Linked DNA regions of Mus musculus: region 2 is linked to region 1. The links are chromatin contacts, called in public HiChIP or PLAC-seq maps. All regions are on one chromosome and are shown on one strand. The core of a region is the stretch at or near the end of the contact, and the rest is flanking DNA. Distances in the headings are between cores, read along the strand shown.

Evidence for each region. HiChIP or PLAC-seq counts read pairs in DNA pulled down with a chosen protein or histone mark.
Region 2: a contact with region 1 is called in an H3K27ac HiChIP or PLAC-seq map of embryonic stem cells, with 37 read pairs. The contact joins the enhancer-like site here to the promoter of Mgat5b in region 1. A contact is called at or near these places in 13 of 39 promoter capture datasets (cranial neural crest, embryonic stem cells, epiblast stem cells and 7 more), 1 of 15 datasets of contacts at CTCF or cohesin (embryonic stem cells), 16 of 484 Hi-C or Micro-C datasets (the G1E-ER4 cell line, cortical neurons, embryonic fibroblasts and 8 more), 13 of 115 datasets of contacts at active chromatin or transcription factors (craniofacial prominence, embryonic forebrain, embryonic hindbrain and 4 more) and 4 of 9 other capture datasets (adipose tissue, embryonic stem cells, macrophages and 1 more).

Annotation. Positions count from the first base shown.
Region 1 is chr11:116,915,492-116,923,140 of GRCm38.p6, forward strand. Mgat5b (mannoside acetylglucosaminyltransferase 5, isoenzyme B) reads left to right here and starts at 3,372. Exons shown (of 18, transcript NM_172948.3): 1 at 3,372-4,052. The coding sequence starts at 3,985.
Region 2 is chr11:116,966,164-116,973,812 of GRCm38.p6, forward strand. Mgat5b (mannoside acetylglucosaminyltransferase 5, isoenzyme B) reads left to right here. Exons shown (of 18, transcript NM_172948.3): 9 at 544-675; 10 at 2,222-2,355; 11 at 7,138-7,268. Among named protein-coding and RNA genes, the nearest start is that of Gm33829, 38 kb to the left of the region's middle. Within about 2 kb of position 4,923, at least 7 of the 459 cell types and tissues checked have an H3K27ac peak or open chromatin away from gene starts, as enhancers often do. A contact at or near this core is called in embryonic stem cells and trophoblast stem cells, where this site is marked.

The DNA of each region.
Region 1 (7,649 bases), core at 2,122-4,621:
TCAAAAGTCCTAGGCAAGTCTAGTGCCCCTCTCCTTCTGACTGCTGTCCGCCAATCAGGATGCAAAGCTCTTAGCTACTACTCCAGCACCATGGCTACCTGGGTGTTGCCATGTTTCCCACCATGATGATAATGGATTAACCCTCGAAAAGTGTGAGCAAGCCCCAAGTTAAGTTTTATAAGTTGCCTTGGTCATGGTGTCTCTTCATAACAATAGAAAAGTAGACACTGGGCTATATGAGACCTTGCCTCAAGACAAAGCACAGGTGTGCCAACAGGGTGACATCAGGGACCTAATTAGAATAAAGCTTTGGTCTTGCTGAGTTCCACAGCTGAGTCTGCTGTGTCCCAGGGGTGAAGACCCTGGGTCCATTCTGCAAGGCTCTGGTTTTGGGGTTCTGAGACAGGGACTCAAGTGCAATCGTTTGTCTGGGAGCTGACCCCAAGAGTATTGGCTGAAGAATGACAGTTGTCATGGGACAGAGAGGGTGGCTATTCTCAGACACAAGGAATCATAGAGTAATGGGCAACTCAGCAACAAGAGCGCTGTCTTACCAGGAGTGTGTGGGACACGAGGCTCGGAGTATCACACCTAAGTGGGACACAGGCAGGATAGCTATCTGTTGCTGCAGGGTGTTTCTGGGGCCACCTCAGTTTTCTCCCTGAAAGTGGTCATATCCCCACAGCCTCTCCCCACAAGCAGAACTGTCTCAGGAACAGTAGTTTTAGTGTGTAGAGGCGAGTGTAGAGGAGATGCAGGCACCAGTGGTGCCAGCTACAGCAGACAGAAATAATGGCAGGCATCCACATAGCAACCTTGTGAAGCCAGTGCTATATAAATAGCCCGAGTCACAGTGGGGGAACTGAGGCACAGATCTCTTGTGTTCAAGGTTACATAATACTAGATTCATAATTTCTCTCCTACTGTGCCCAGCAAGGGGGCCATGTGCACTGAACTGGACTGCAGAGACAAGGCTGGCAAAAGCAAGCACACGGCTAAACAATCTGTCATAGCAAGTAACCCTCGCTCTTCCTCTGCGTCTCCACTAGCTGTGAGCCTGCTGCTCAATGCAGAGGCAGGCAATCCCTCTGCTGTCTATATGGACAGTTCCAATAGAGTAAGATCCAGAGGAAGAGGTCAGTGGGGAGCTACCTCCTTCTGAAACAGAGTCTCATGTAGCCCAGGCTGGACTCAAATTCACTGTGTAGCCAAGGCTAGACGTAAGTTGCTGATCCTCCTCCCTCCACCTCCTAAGCACCAGGATGCTAGGTGGACACCACTCCTAGCTGGGAGTGTCCTTTCCCATGTTCTAAGTCCAAGTTCTGGTTGAAGGAAGGCCATTTCCCCAGATGGTACACTGCAGTCATACCTACTAGGGCAGACAACCCTCAGGGATGTCAGAGAGGCATAAACAACCCCCCTTGAGCTTGGGGAGATGGGAGGTGTCAGGTCAGAAGAGACATTCTTTTGTGTGTGTGTGTGTCATGTGTGCATGTGTGAGGTCACATGTATGCCATGATGCAAGTGTGAAAGTCAGGGGATGTGAGAGAGTGGGCTCTTTTCTTCTACCTTGTAGGTCCTGAGGTCACCAGTCTCCCCATGCTGAGCCATCTCTCAGCATGCTCAGCATCTCTCATCTCTCTGGACCACATTCAAAGTTCTTGACTTTGAAGAGCCAGCAGAGCCTTCGTGGTCTTAAGACGTTCAGGCTGGATCAGCACTACCCAAAACCAGACAGGCACGACTCTGGTCAGGAAGTGCCCCAAAGCCTTGGGTACCGAGTATAAGACAGTCTGTGATGGTGAGTCTCCTCCCCAGCTCAGGAGAAAGCCCTTTGCTCTGGCTAGTTTTTCGTTGTTATTGTTGTTGACACAAGCAGGACTTACCAGTTTAGAAACTGTCTTCTATCATAGCGGTCTACAGGCAAGCCTGTGGGCATGTTCTTGATTAATAATGTAGGAGGTCCCAACTCACTGTGCTGGTGCCGCCCTGGGCAGGTGGTTCTGGGTGGTGTAGAAAGCAGACGGGAGCCTTGGAGAGCAAGTCTGTAAGCAGCACTCCCCCACGGCCTTTGCACACACCCACCCACACACACCCCCACAGTCTCTCTGTCAGCTCCCGCCTTCAGGTTCCTGCCTTGTGTTTCTGCCCTGACTTCCCTTCATGATTGACTGCCAGGGGAAAGTGTTAGCCAAGCATAGCCTCTCTTCCCAAGTTGCTTTTGGTCAGGATATTTATCTCGGCAACAGAAACCTAATTAGGACACCCGTGTTTTCTTCCATCTTAACCTGGTTCCATCCAAGCACCCTGGCATCCCCAGGCCCTTTGCAGCTTTCTCTGCCTCCCTTGAGCCTTTCCTTACCAGCGGTGACTGCTTTGTCTGCTTCTCCACCAGCGTTCACCTGTTACCTAGTTGCCTTACTCCCGCCAACGAGAAAACAGGCGATAAATTGGTGTTGGCGAATTGATGTGTTCGCTCGCTCGCTAGGTAGCACATTTGCATTGAGCAAGGGCAGTCTGACCGTGCCTCAGTGAAAGAGTGACGGATGGAGGAGGGAAATTCGGGCACTCCAGCCAGCTGGCTAAGGAAATGTCTGAGGGCGATGGGGTCTCTGCTGGGCCTCTAAATCATGCATCTTGTCTGGGTGCCTCCAGCTGCCACAAGCCTGGGTGATAATTTCATTCCTGGCTGTCAAGACCAAACTCACATCAACTCTAAGTGAGGAAGTGACAGGACAGTACACACACACACACACACACACACACACACACACGCAGGGATGGTGTGCGCAGGGCTCAACAATGCTAAAATTTAAGCCTGTGGGTTTGGGAATTGACTTTAAAGAGCCTTGGTGAGCTTTTTGGTCATTAGTTGTATACTAGAAAGCCCGTTAACTCAGTGATTGAGAGGGTCCAAGGCTAGACCTCAGGCATACAGCTGACGGCTCCTGGCATGAATGCCACAGCCCCAGTTTATTATAGGCAAGTGAGAAGTGGGAGGACTCGGGGAGTTTCTCAGGGTGGGTGGGTGTTGCCGAGAGAATCAGCGGGTGAGAAGCCATAGGTACGGAAGCTCTTGGGGGTGGTAGTGGTGGCTCGTGCTCTGCAGGAGAGACAAGGGTCCCCTCTCCGCGCCCCATCTCCCCTGCGCGATGCAGTTACCGGAGCAGCCTCGGCTCTCCGGTCTGCTGGATGCCCTAGGAAGTTGCATGGTCCAGGGAGGGGCGCAGAGCCATGGCTCCCGCGCTCGCGTCCCCCTCCTCCTCGCACAGCCCGGGGAGGGAGCGCAGCGAGACTGCGGCCACCAGATGGCGCTCAGGCGCCGAGGAAACGCGAGGCCGCTCCCGGGCCGCCTCCTCAGAGGGAACAATGCGGCGCCTCGGGTTGTAGCGCCGCGCGGGAGCCCGGAGCCCGGAGCGCGGGTGGCCGAGCGACCGAGCGGGCGAGCGGGCGGGCGAGGACGAAGGCAGGCGAGCGCGCAGCCGTTCCTTCCCAAAGCCATGGGCGCGGCGCTGCGCGCGGCTGCAGAGCGGCGCGGCCGGAAGGTGCGGGGGGCCGGGGTGCGGGCCTGGGGCCGCCTCTAGCCGGCTCTGAGGGCGCGGGCCCCGGGAATGAGGGCGCCCGCCGCGGGAAGCCCGTTTGCGCGCCGCGGCGCCGTCCCGCCCAGCCAGCGAGCCTAGCAGGCAGACGCGCGGCCGGCGATCTGGGGGCGCGCCGCCTCGCCTTCCCCAAAATGTGAATCGGGGAGGGCGGAGACGCAGAGAGCGCCCGGCCCCAAGCTCTCGCCGAACCCCTGCCCTGCGCGCCCAGGCCGCGCCGTGCCCCGCGCGGGGCTGCAGAGCCACCGTGCCCCGCGCTCCCTCGGTGCTGCGACCCCCCGGCTTCGGCCCGCAGCGGCTTCGTGGTTCCCGAGGCGGTCAGAGCCGGGCCCAGGACGGTGCGTCCGGCCTCGCCCCCGGCTTCTCGCCCAGACAAGTTTGAACAATGATCACAGTCAACCCAGATGGGAAGATAATGGTCAGAAGATGCCTGGTCACCCTGAGACCCTTTCGGTAAAGTTCTCTACTGGTTGGCGCAGGGAGGTCAAGACCTCCCCAAGGGGACTCATGGTGGAGCTGGGCGAGGTCGGTCCCCTCAGGGGGTGCGAGTTCGGGTGGCAAAGGAGGTTCGCGAGTCTATTCTCGATGAGGGCCATGGGGATGGGAAGACGGAATTAGATAGGGTTGGGGTATGTGTGTGTGTGGGGGGGTGCGGGTCTGGATCTTTCTTGAGTTGACCAAGATTGGAACGATATCAGGTATAGAGAGGTGAGCATGGAGTCAGAAAACACCAAGATCAAGGTCCTGGGCTCCAAAGTGGCCCCAGCCAGCAAGTCCCTTTCCTGCCCCTTGCGGTCTTTTTCATCTCTTGTCGGTCCTATCTGAGCTGCGAAGTTACTGTGGGGTGCCTAGGAAGCACCCCTGGTGTCCCGCCTGTCTCCTAGGTCGGCCCGCCCATCCTCTGCCTAGTTCATCCCCCTTCCTCTCCCCCTCCCTCCCCCTGCATCTCACTCATCTTCCTGGTGGGGGACAAACCTGGGTCTGACAGGAACGTCCCCAAGATTGGGGCAAGGACCCCCTTCTGCTAGGGATTCACTCCCAATCGCGGATCTCCAACAGACTAGATAGGCATAGCAGGTGCATGGAACACCTCCCTCCCTCCCTCCCTCCCTCCCTCCCTCCCTCCCTCCCTTCCCGTGGACAGTCCTGGCCAGGCAGGGGTGCAGTTTGTGAGAGACTCGCTAAGACCTGTTGGTCCAAGAAGGGACCCCACTTCCTTCCCCCAGACTCCAGCAGAGCTAGGCCCCGAGGCCAGACTAGGGGAGAGGGTGTCTGGGAGGCCTGAAGTACTGCCTTGTTTGGCAGCTGGGCTTCAGAAGACACAGAGGGAGAGATGGGCACCGTTGTGGGGGTGGGACTCGGGACTAGGCCACAGGTGGAGTCCGATCATAAACCTTAAGGCAGGTGCTGGCTTTTCTCCCAGGTTCTGGGTTGATCCCCGGTACCTCCAGACAACCTCCTGTACCCAGCTGGGTTGGGGCTGAGGTGATGTGGCCCACCTGCCTCTTGCCATCAGCATGCTGGGCCAGTTCTGTGGGGGCTGAGATGGCAGCCTCTGGGGACAGCAGCAGTCAGGTTGTCTGTGTGAATGCAAAGGTCTGTAGAGCCGGAGGACTGAGGGCAGGGTTTTGAAGTGTCTCAGAAATCCCTGGCCTAAGATGCCCAGGGAAAGACTCTGGCTTTTCCAGAGCTATACTGGATTCCTGCAACTTGAGAGGGTTCTGGCTGGTCCCAAATCCCTAGTCAGCTTTGTAGCCCGCTGGAACCCCCCCCCCTTACCTCCCCCCCTCCCCCGTTTCTGAAGTCAGGACCTGGTGTAATGACTGCAAGCAGCGGTCTCCAGCACCACAGACAGCGCCCTCAGCCCTAAGCCCGCCCTGAGCCCGCTTTCCCTCCTGTGTGCCTGAAGACAGGATTCCCAGATCAGTTGCCACTCACTCCCAACCCTTTAACTTCACCTCCTGTCTAGGCTGGTGGAGACCCTTAGCAACCAGTCTTCTTCAGGCCCCCTCAGAACTTTAGATTGAAGGCCAGGGGCAGCTATCTGATTACATCACCCTAACTTCATTTATCCCCAAGGGAGGTCTGGGAATGCTGTCTCTAGCAGAGTTCTTGGCCAGGCCTTTATTTTATAGGTGCCCCTGAGATGTTACCTGTGTGGTTGAGACCATCATATGTATTATACATGACTACTGCTTTTGGGGTTCCCTGGACTCCAAGTGGGGTAACTGGTAGAGAGATGCTAAGAGGTATATTGGGGCCTCAAAGTCCAGGCTGAGGGTGTAGACCTTCCTCATGTCAAGCATCCTGTATCTCCAGCCTGAAACCCAGTCCTATGGCTGAGTCAGGGTGGGGGTTGAGAGACTGGAACTCGGAAACCCCTCCCCCTCTTTTTTTCATCCTTAGGCTTAGAGGATAGTTGCCAGTCTCCCATAAGATCTCTCTGAGTGTGCTCTGAACCCCACTTCCCTTACTTTGGAGGGATTCAGTGAGGTCCCTCCAAAGTAAGAGAAGTGTCCTTTGTACCATCTTTCCTACTGCAGCTCACCATGATCCCCCAACAAATTAGGGGCACGGCTGCTCCTGAAGCAGCTCTTGGGAATCTCTGAGTCTAGGTCCTCTCTCCCTCCCCGACTCAGTTTCTAACAGCTTCCTTAAATACGGGCTCGAAATTTGTTTTGTTTCTTCTTTTCTTTGGCAATTATGTGTTTTCCTTAATGAACCAAATTTTAATTAAACACTACTCTGTCGGTTTAAAATAATGGAGATTAAATAAATGTGTACAGCAAGTCTTGCAGAAAGACAACAAACAGTCCCCTAGGTTGGGGACAGAGCGGAGGTGGGACAGGTGGAAGCACCTGACATGACTTTTGGGGTCCTCTTGGTTATCCTGGTTCTATATCACGTGGGGTTCCTCACTCTGCCCTGGGGGTAAGGGAGGGTCCCCTTTCAGCTCTGACAGTCCATCAAGTCCTCTGATGAATTAGGGGGGGGGGTCTCAAAACCTCTCCTCCCCGCCCTCTCTCTGGGCTGTGCTGCCGGCTCAGGGCTGTGCTGCCGGCTCAGTCTTGTTCAGAGCCCAGCATGGAGCACTGGGTCTGGCAGAGCTTGGGGCAGGGACTCTAAGCCCGGGTTCCAGCTGTCACTTCAGGTTACTTGAGTGTCTGGCACCTCTTAGATAATGACTGTGTGCTGAAAGAATGCATGATGTCATGTTTTGGCCCGCTCCCCCTCCTGCATGACTGCAGGCACACTTGTGTGACACTCCATGCCTGGGTGGGAAGATGTCCTTATTCCTCCCCTCGGTGGTGCAGGTTGACAAACCAGGGCATGCGTGACTGATAGAGAAGTCTGTGGGGAGAGTGGGCACAGCTGGGGGTGGAGGGGATGTGGCCTTGCCTTGAGACTGTGTCACCTAAGAGTGTTGGGGGCCTGTGGCACCCTATGAGGACAAGTGAGCTCATGGCAGATGGCAGAGGCTGTATGTGCAGTGCCTAGGGTGGCCCAGGTGATTGATGGGAGCCAGGTGGGTCTCACTGTTTAGTCGGACCAGTGTTTTTCACATGTGAGTGTGGACCAGAGTCACTGGGGAGCTGGATAAAGAAAGCAGATGGCCTGCCCTGTCCCAGCATCTCATCCAGGAAGGAGGACCTACCGTGTCCTCTCTCCCTTCCTCCCCGTCTCTCTTTCTATGTCCGTGCTGGAGATTGGGTCTAGGCTCTAGTGTATGCTAGGCAAATGCTCTACTGTTGAGCTATGTCCCTAGCTCAAGAATATCCGTTTCTAATCGTTCTTGGGAGCCAGCGCCGATCCACACACCAAAGTTGGGGACTTGCTACTCCAGATTAACTGTCCTCTATCTGACAGTCCATCAAGGGCTGACCCTTGCTCAGATTTCTACTTATATGTGAATTCTTATTATTTTTTTTCATGTGGTCAGTTTCTTTGTCCCATTGAGCTGAAACCTCCTGGGCCGGGAGCTCGCCCCACCCCCGCCCCTGGTTCTTCTGTGCACCCCCACGCTCCCTTCTCTCGCTTGCTGGCTCTTTG
Region 2 (7,649 bases), core at 3,673-6,172, 52 kb after region 1:
CAGCCATAGCTTCCGGGTCACTGGAGGCAGCTGTCCCAGAAAAAAAGAAAAAGGAAAAAAAACTTTGTGTTTGTGAATTGCCAGGCACAGGCAAGCCCCTGGTCCTGGGGGACCTCAGTGGTATGTCTGCTGGAGCAGAGGGGAACTCCCCAGAGGCCTGCAAGAGCTGGGTCAGCTGTGACATTTGGAATCCTTGGCACTGAGGGAACCCTGAAGGGACTCGGAGGGCTTTAGCTCACATTCATGGCACTCTGAAAGCCAGACTTGCTCTCTGAGCAAACTCGGGCCTGCAGGAATTACAGAGGCCCCTTCCTCCTGGAGGGTGAACCAGACCAGTTGCACTGCCTGGCAAAGTAGCCTGGGTGGATTTAGGTCCCCTGCTCTAGGTGGATGCCCCTGTGCAGTGATATCCCTACAAACGCATAGGGCCCTCCTGCTTGATTCATCTCTGAGAGTGGCTCTCACTGCCCCGCCCTCGGCTGTGGGAAATGCCTGACAGGGTGGGTTTCTCGGGGCTCAGACTCTGATGGGCTCTTCTCTCAGTAACTTAGGGGTGCCGCCAGGCCGGGGGAACTGCCCACTCACCGTACCTCTGCCTTTTGACCTCATCTACACGGACTATCACGGCTTGCAGCAGATGAAACAGCACATGGGACTGTCCTTCAAGAAGTACCGGTGAGAGGCCCAGGGACTGCTGGGAACACAGTTCCTCCCCCATATCTTTCCTCCTGCCAGCTAGCCCAGGGTAGACCCAGAACCAGGGACTACTGGGACCACAGCGCCTCCCCCATACCTTCTCTGCCAGCTAGCCCAGGGTAGACCCAGAACCAGGAATTACTGGGACCACAGCTCCTCCCCCATACCTTCTCTGCCAGCTAGCCCAGGGTAGACCCAGAACCAGGAATTACTGGGACTACAGCTCCTCCCCCATGCCTTCCCTCCTGCCAGCTAGCCCAGAGTAGACCCAGACTCAGGGTAGACCCAGACCCAGGGTGCTAGGACCACAGCTCCTCCCCATGCCTTCCCTCAGCTAGCCCAGGGTAGACCCAGACCCAGGGACTGTTGGGACCATAGTTCCTCTCCCATGCTCCCTTCTGCCTGGAGCCCAGGTGGAACATGGCCCTCTTCTTCCTGTCTCAGCCTTCCCATCCCTCTCCAAACCATTCTCATCCCAAACAGATCACTGGCAGCCCTTTAGAGCCATCCATGCCCCTGCTGGATGGGGGCTGAAGCCTGTAGGATGGACTCTGTCCAGGTCACCTCCAGGCATCCCAGGGGGTGGGAGGGTGGGAAAGAACCCTTCTGTGGTCAAGATCTCCACCATGGAGCCTGGCGTGGGGGTGTCAGCCTATGCTCTTTCCCTGGTGACCCCAGGATCTAAGGCAAGCGTGTTGCAGCCAGCAGCACTGGCTCCGTTTAGCACCAAGAGCCCCACTGTTCACTCCTATGCCCTAATGCCATCAACGGTGTGATTTTATTAGAGGGAGGTGACGGCTGGCGTTATTGCTTTTGTTATTAATGTGCGCTGTCTGCACATTGCCATCTTGCCCGCCCCACCCCCCTCTCCGCAGGAATCCTGCCGACCTCAGCACTCTGCAAAATTCTGGGTCACCCAGAAGAATGCTGGGCCCTGGCAGCTTCGCGGGGCGGGGCGGGGGGGGGGGTTTCTAAGTGTTAGCACCTTTCTTCAGGAGACACTCAGGATGCATGGGTAGGGATTCTGGAGCCATGGTCTCTGAGTGACCTGGCCCTAGGTTAGCTGATCCTATAGGAGCTCTGGGGTTTAGACTACAAGCTTTGGAGGGGGGCAGTAAAAGTGGAGGAGTCTCCCATGCTCAGGTCCCCGGGAGACCACCCATGAACCCCGTTCTTCCCAACAAAGCATAGCTTACAAATGACTCTGGACAATGAAGGAACCCCAACCCCTTCAGACACCACCTCTCTTCCTAGCCTCACTCCAGTGGAGGTGATGGCTTGGCTTCTGGATACCAACCAGGGGCCCTGCAGGCATCCAGAGTGGCCTCTGCTGTTCCGTTGGGGAAGCTGGCACAGAGAGCGTGATGTACCGCTGTGGTCACACGGTGAGGCAGTGCCTAGGTGGAGCCCTTGTCAAGTACTGTACTTCCCTGACCTAGCCACAGCACGGTCACAGGGGCACTCCGAGTCCAGGGACAGGCAGGAAGGTTTGACCTCAGTCCTGGTTCACTCTTGGGGAGGACAGGTGCAGAATCCGAGTCATCGACACCTTTGGGACGGAGCCAGCGTACAACCACGAGGAGTATGCCACGCTGCACGGCTACCGGACCAACTGGGGTTACTGGAACCTCAACCCCAAGCAGTTCATGACCATGTTCCGTGAGTGTTACTGGCAGAGAAAGGGGTACCCCTCGTATGTGCAGGAGCGGGTCTCCCCATGCGTGCAGGGGTGGGGTCTCCCAATGTGTGCAGGAGCAGGGTCTCCCAACATGTGCAGGGGCGGGTCTCCCCGTATATGCAGGGGCGGGCCTCCTTCCTCCTGGGCCAATGGGATGGCCTTAACAAGTAGAGAGAAGCAGACATCACAGAGACTCTAGAAGCTGTGTCCAGAGCTGGGACTGATTCAAGGCTGGGAGCTCTCAGAAGCACGTGGCTCAGAGCGGGGGTGGGGGGTGGGGGTGGGGCCCAGTGGACTTCTAGAAGTTTCCAGGACGAATCAGAGAAACTGGAAGTGGGTGGGGCAAAGAAATGCGGGCCTTTCTACACAAAGGGACGATAACTAAGCAGATGGACGAGCCTGAAGGTTCTGGAAACATGGGAGCTTAGTTAGGTTCCAACACTGGGGCGAGCCTGAAGAAAGGGGACCAACTCCTCGGGAGCACAGTGCCTCAGGAGCACAGCGCCTCGGGAGCACTGTGCCTCGGGAGCATAGCGCCTCGGGAGCATTGTGCCTCGGGAGCACAGCGCCTCGGGAGCACAGCGCCTCGGGAGCACAGTGCCTCGGGAGCACAGCGCCTCGGGAGCACAGTGCCTCGGGAGCATTGTGCCTCGGGAGCACAGCGCCTCTGGAGCACAGCGCCTCGGGAGCACAGTGCCTCAGGAGCATTGTGCCTCGGGAGCACAGCGCCTCGGGAGCATAGCGCCTCTGGAGCACAGTGCCTCGGGAGCACAGTGCCAGCATTTGTAGCCTGCTTTTCATTTCCAGCGCTGAGGACCGCACCTGGGGCCTTGTGCACGTTAGACTAGCTACAGCCCCAGCCTCCGCCACTTTGAAATGTTTGAGAAGGCTCTCAATATGTCCCTGAGTCTGGCTTTGAACTCCTGCCTCAGCCTCCCAAGGGTTGGGATTTCAGTCATGTGTGGTTCTTGGTTAAGGGTCTCTTTGGTATCACTGAAAAGATCTTTTATTGGGTTTATTTATTCATTTGTGCGTATGGGGGCGTGGCAGTGGAGCACACACACGTCAAGTGTGGGGACGTCAGGGGACAACTTGTAGGAATCATTTCTTTCCTCCTGTCATGTGATTCCCTACGATGTCAGGCTTGGTGGCAGGCCCCTCCTCCACCCTGAGCCATCTCACCGGCCCCCAGCTGCGAGCAGAGTAGCATCCTAAGCATCTAATTTGTGGTACTTCAGAGGCTCTGGGCCAGAGAGCCAGAGAAGCCACCTTGTTAGGATCGTGTCTAAATTAAGAGCAGAGTGGTTCCGCACAGTTCCCAGAGACTCGCAGAGGATATGATCTCTATTCAAGGCGTCAAACTCGACGTTTCTGTCAGCAGCTTAGGTTCGGGCTGCGCTGGGCAGAGATGAGAGAGCAGAATCACTGAGTGATGCCTTCATTAGCTCCCAGACGGGTAGGACAATTCCTGCAGCCCATGGAGTCTGGAGGAGGAAACTGAGGTCCAGAGAGTTACTGAGACCTGTCTAGGGACACGCACCTCTGTGGGAATCACTCTTTGCTGGGGAGCACGTTTGGAAGTTCTGTGAGGCCCAGAAGGGAGGGTAGTTTGGGCACAATATGTCACAGGGGTGAAGTCCAGAGGGAAAATATATCAAGGGGAGGGCGGGGGACCTAGGGTAGAGAAATGAAAGCTGTAGAATTTGAGTCTTGGGTAAAAGTCTTCCTTCCCACTTAGAAAGGAAGGCAGATTTGATAAGAGAAGCCTCAGGGACCAGGTATGCGCCACTGTGTTCGGCTCAAGAAGAAACTTTGCAGGCAGAGTGCATTAGCGGACTGCAGATGGCCAAAGGGGTGGAGGTCAGTGGGGGGCAGAAGATGGGTTCAGAGGCTTCTGCAAGAACCTACTAAGCACTTGGGAGGCAGAGGCAGGTGGATCTCTGTGAGTTCGAGGCCATCCTGGTTCACAGATAGAATTCCAGGGCAGCCAAGGCTACACAGAGAAACCCTGTCTCCAAGAAAGAAGGGCTTTCTAACAAGGGCTACCAAGATGAATCACCAAGTAAAAGAGCTTGCTACCAAACTTAATCCCCTGAGTTCGATCCCTGGGACCCACAGCATGGAAGGAAAGAACCAACTCCCACAAACTGACCTCCACACATGCACTATAGCACACAAGTACACACATACACACACACAGAGTTAATTAATCAATAACTGGCAGATCTGGCAAACTCCTACTCATCCTCCTGAACCCTAATCAAATGTTCCTTCTCTTTTTCCCATTACTTACACTCTTCCTTCATCTTTCAAACAGTGTGCTTCCTCACCTTATAATTTATTCTGTCCTTTTTAGTGTTTTGAGACAGGGTCTTAGGTAGCCCAGGCTGGCTTTCTTTCCCTCTCCTGGCCTAACCTTCACCTGCCTTGGGCCCTTTGTCTAATTGTCCTTGTTATTTTAATTGGCCACCGCCCTTCCTTGTCCATTCACACTGACTGATTCAGCTAATTATATTCTAAACCTGTCCCTTCTGGCCGAGGGCAAGGCAGGCCTGATGTGTCCTCAGCTGCTGAGGAGAGGGAAGCCACCGGAAGAGGCAGCCAGCCCAGCCGGAGGTTGATGGAGGGAGGCAGCCAAGCATCCACCCACCCATTCATCCATCCATCCATCCACCCACCCACCCATCCATCCATTCATTCATCCATCCATCCAGAGGCTCTAGCTGCCTCTGTGCGTTAGAGATGCTTCTAAAGTTGAGAATTGCCTGGAAGTCAGTAGCATCATCCTCTGTCCTGAGTACCCACACAGAGGGCCCTGGGAGACAGTAGAACCATCCCCTGTCCTGAGACCCACACAGAGGGCTCTGGGAGACAGTAGAACCATCCCCTGTCCTGAGACCCACACAGAGGGCCCTGGGAGACAGTAGAACCATCCTCTGTCCTGAGACCCACACAGAGGGCCCTGGGAGACAGTAGAACCATCCCCTGTCCTGAGACCCACACAGAGGGCCCTGGGAGACAGTAGAACCATCCTCTGTCCTGAGTACCCACACAGAGGGCTCTGGGCCTCGGGGCAGGGCTCTGCCTCACTGCAAAGCCAAGAGCAGGAAGGAAGTTTGGGTCTATTCTGCAGTCAGCTTAGGACCACAGCATTCCCAGGCATTGGAACAGGAGGCATCCGGGCCTGGGCATGGGGCTCAGTTGGCAGACTGCTTGCCTAGCACAGACAAGACCCTGGTTTCAAGCAGCACGGGACATGTAGGTGCACACCTATAATTCCAGCAGTTAGGTGGAGACAGGGAAATCAGAATGTTGGAGTTACCCTCAGTTACATGGGGGAGTGTTAAAGCCAGCCTAAGGTACACCAGATGTGGCCGGGAATGTCTCATGGGATTGTCCATGTGCCTGTCCTTCAAGGAGGGATTGGGGAGGCCACACTGTGTTTGATTAGCTCCCCTGAGGGAGCTCCCCCTCCATGCCCGTGAGGCCAAGGTGTGGATCACAAGCATATGGGGTGGGAAACAGGGTGACAGGAATTTGGGGGTGTCTCAGGTAGCCTGAGAATGCCTTGCTTGCGGCTGGCACTCACCAGGGTTCTGCCCACACAGGAAAGCAGTGGACCCTGGAGACCTTTGATTCCAGGTTTCAGCATCTCCCAGGGCCACTGCCAGAGCTGCTCAGGTCCAAGGCAGGAGAACAAGAGAGGAGATGGAAAGCTAGTCCTCCTGTGGACAGGTTTATCCACACCTGACCCCAGGATTGTGGCTGTGTTCAGTGCCTCAGCCCAGCTGTTGCAGGATGAGAAATCTCGTTAACTTAAAAAAAAAAAAAAAAAAGCATTAATTGAATAAGGAGAGAACCCCTGCCCCCTTGATCATATACTCTTTTAGACAAACCATATGTCTTGGGTCATCTTCTAACAAGAATGCAATAATGGTGCTTTTCTGCAAAATCTAAGCAAAAAAAAAAAAAATTATTAAAAAGAGATAAAACTTACTTTGTCCTTGAGGGACAGAGAGGAAGTCAGATCCTGCCCTGCCAACTGGGTTCTGGAAGAGTATTAGGAGGTCTTTATCTTAATTCTCTGTTGTGTTCTCTACAGAGAACCAGCTTGGGGGGTGGGATGGGGCAGGAAGGCTGGCAGACCTCAGAGAGGCTCATGGGGCCAGATGATGGGGGCGGGACCATGTGGGATTTTATCTCTCAGAAAAGGGAGGATAGAGGCACAGCAGCCATACAATACAGGTTAGCAGGTGTGATCGTGAAGGTGCCCTGGCTGGGGACACTGAGGTGAGCTGGGGACAAGCTGGGAACAGAGAGAGTGGGAGCTTGGCCTGTGGGGTCTTGGTCAGGTCTAGGAACCTGATGGGACCCAAATCAGAAAGGATTGTTCTAGAGAAAAGAGCCTGCCAAGAGAGCTTTGGAAACAGCTGTCAGTGTGCTGGGGGGTGGAGGGGTGAGCAAGGGGGAGGACACCCCCCTGCAGTGACACGTGTCTGCTGAGACAAAGGAGCCTGTGCTCTAGCAAAGGGAGTGAGCAGAGAAGGGAGACCCGACTGGGTTACCCAGAGTCAGACCATCTGGAGACACACTGGGGAGCCAAATGGCCCTGGGGGTTCCCTGCTCCGAGCTCCAGGCCAGCCCACCCATGGGTGCTCTCCCTACACGCTCAGCTGAGACTCCTGGGAGAGGCATTTCAAGGGAGCAGGCTTCTGCTTGGACATTTGATAACCTCTTCTTCCCCCTTTGCGGCCGGGCTGTAGCTCACACCCCAGACAACTCCTTCATGGGCTTCGTGTCCGAGGAGCTCAATGAGACCGAGAAGCAGCTCATCAAAGATGGCAAGGCCAGCAACATGGCGGTGGTGTACGGCAAGGAGGCGAGTATCTGGAAGGTGAGCCCCAGCAAGCCCACTGCCAACCACACCGGCTCCAATGCGGGCCATACCCACAACACTTGCTGAGTGTGTGTCACACCCACGCCAGTACCAGACACATTCACTGTACCTTCTGTGCCTTCACAAGGACAGGCCACAGCCCCTTCTGACACAAGCCGTGTCCACCGCACTGCCACCACCACCCAAGCATAGGCCACAGCCACACAGATCATCTGCATGCCAGCGCTGGACACGCCTACCGCACCTGGTTCTGGTGCTGATCACCCCCATAACCAGGAAGGCTCCAGCCACACAATGACAGGGCTTACCTAGCCAAGGCCATGCCTCTGCAGTCCATGCCTGAAGCTGCAGGCACAGGTGCAGGATCCAGACGGCAGC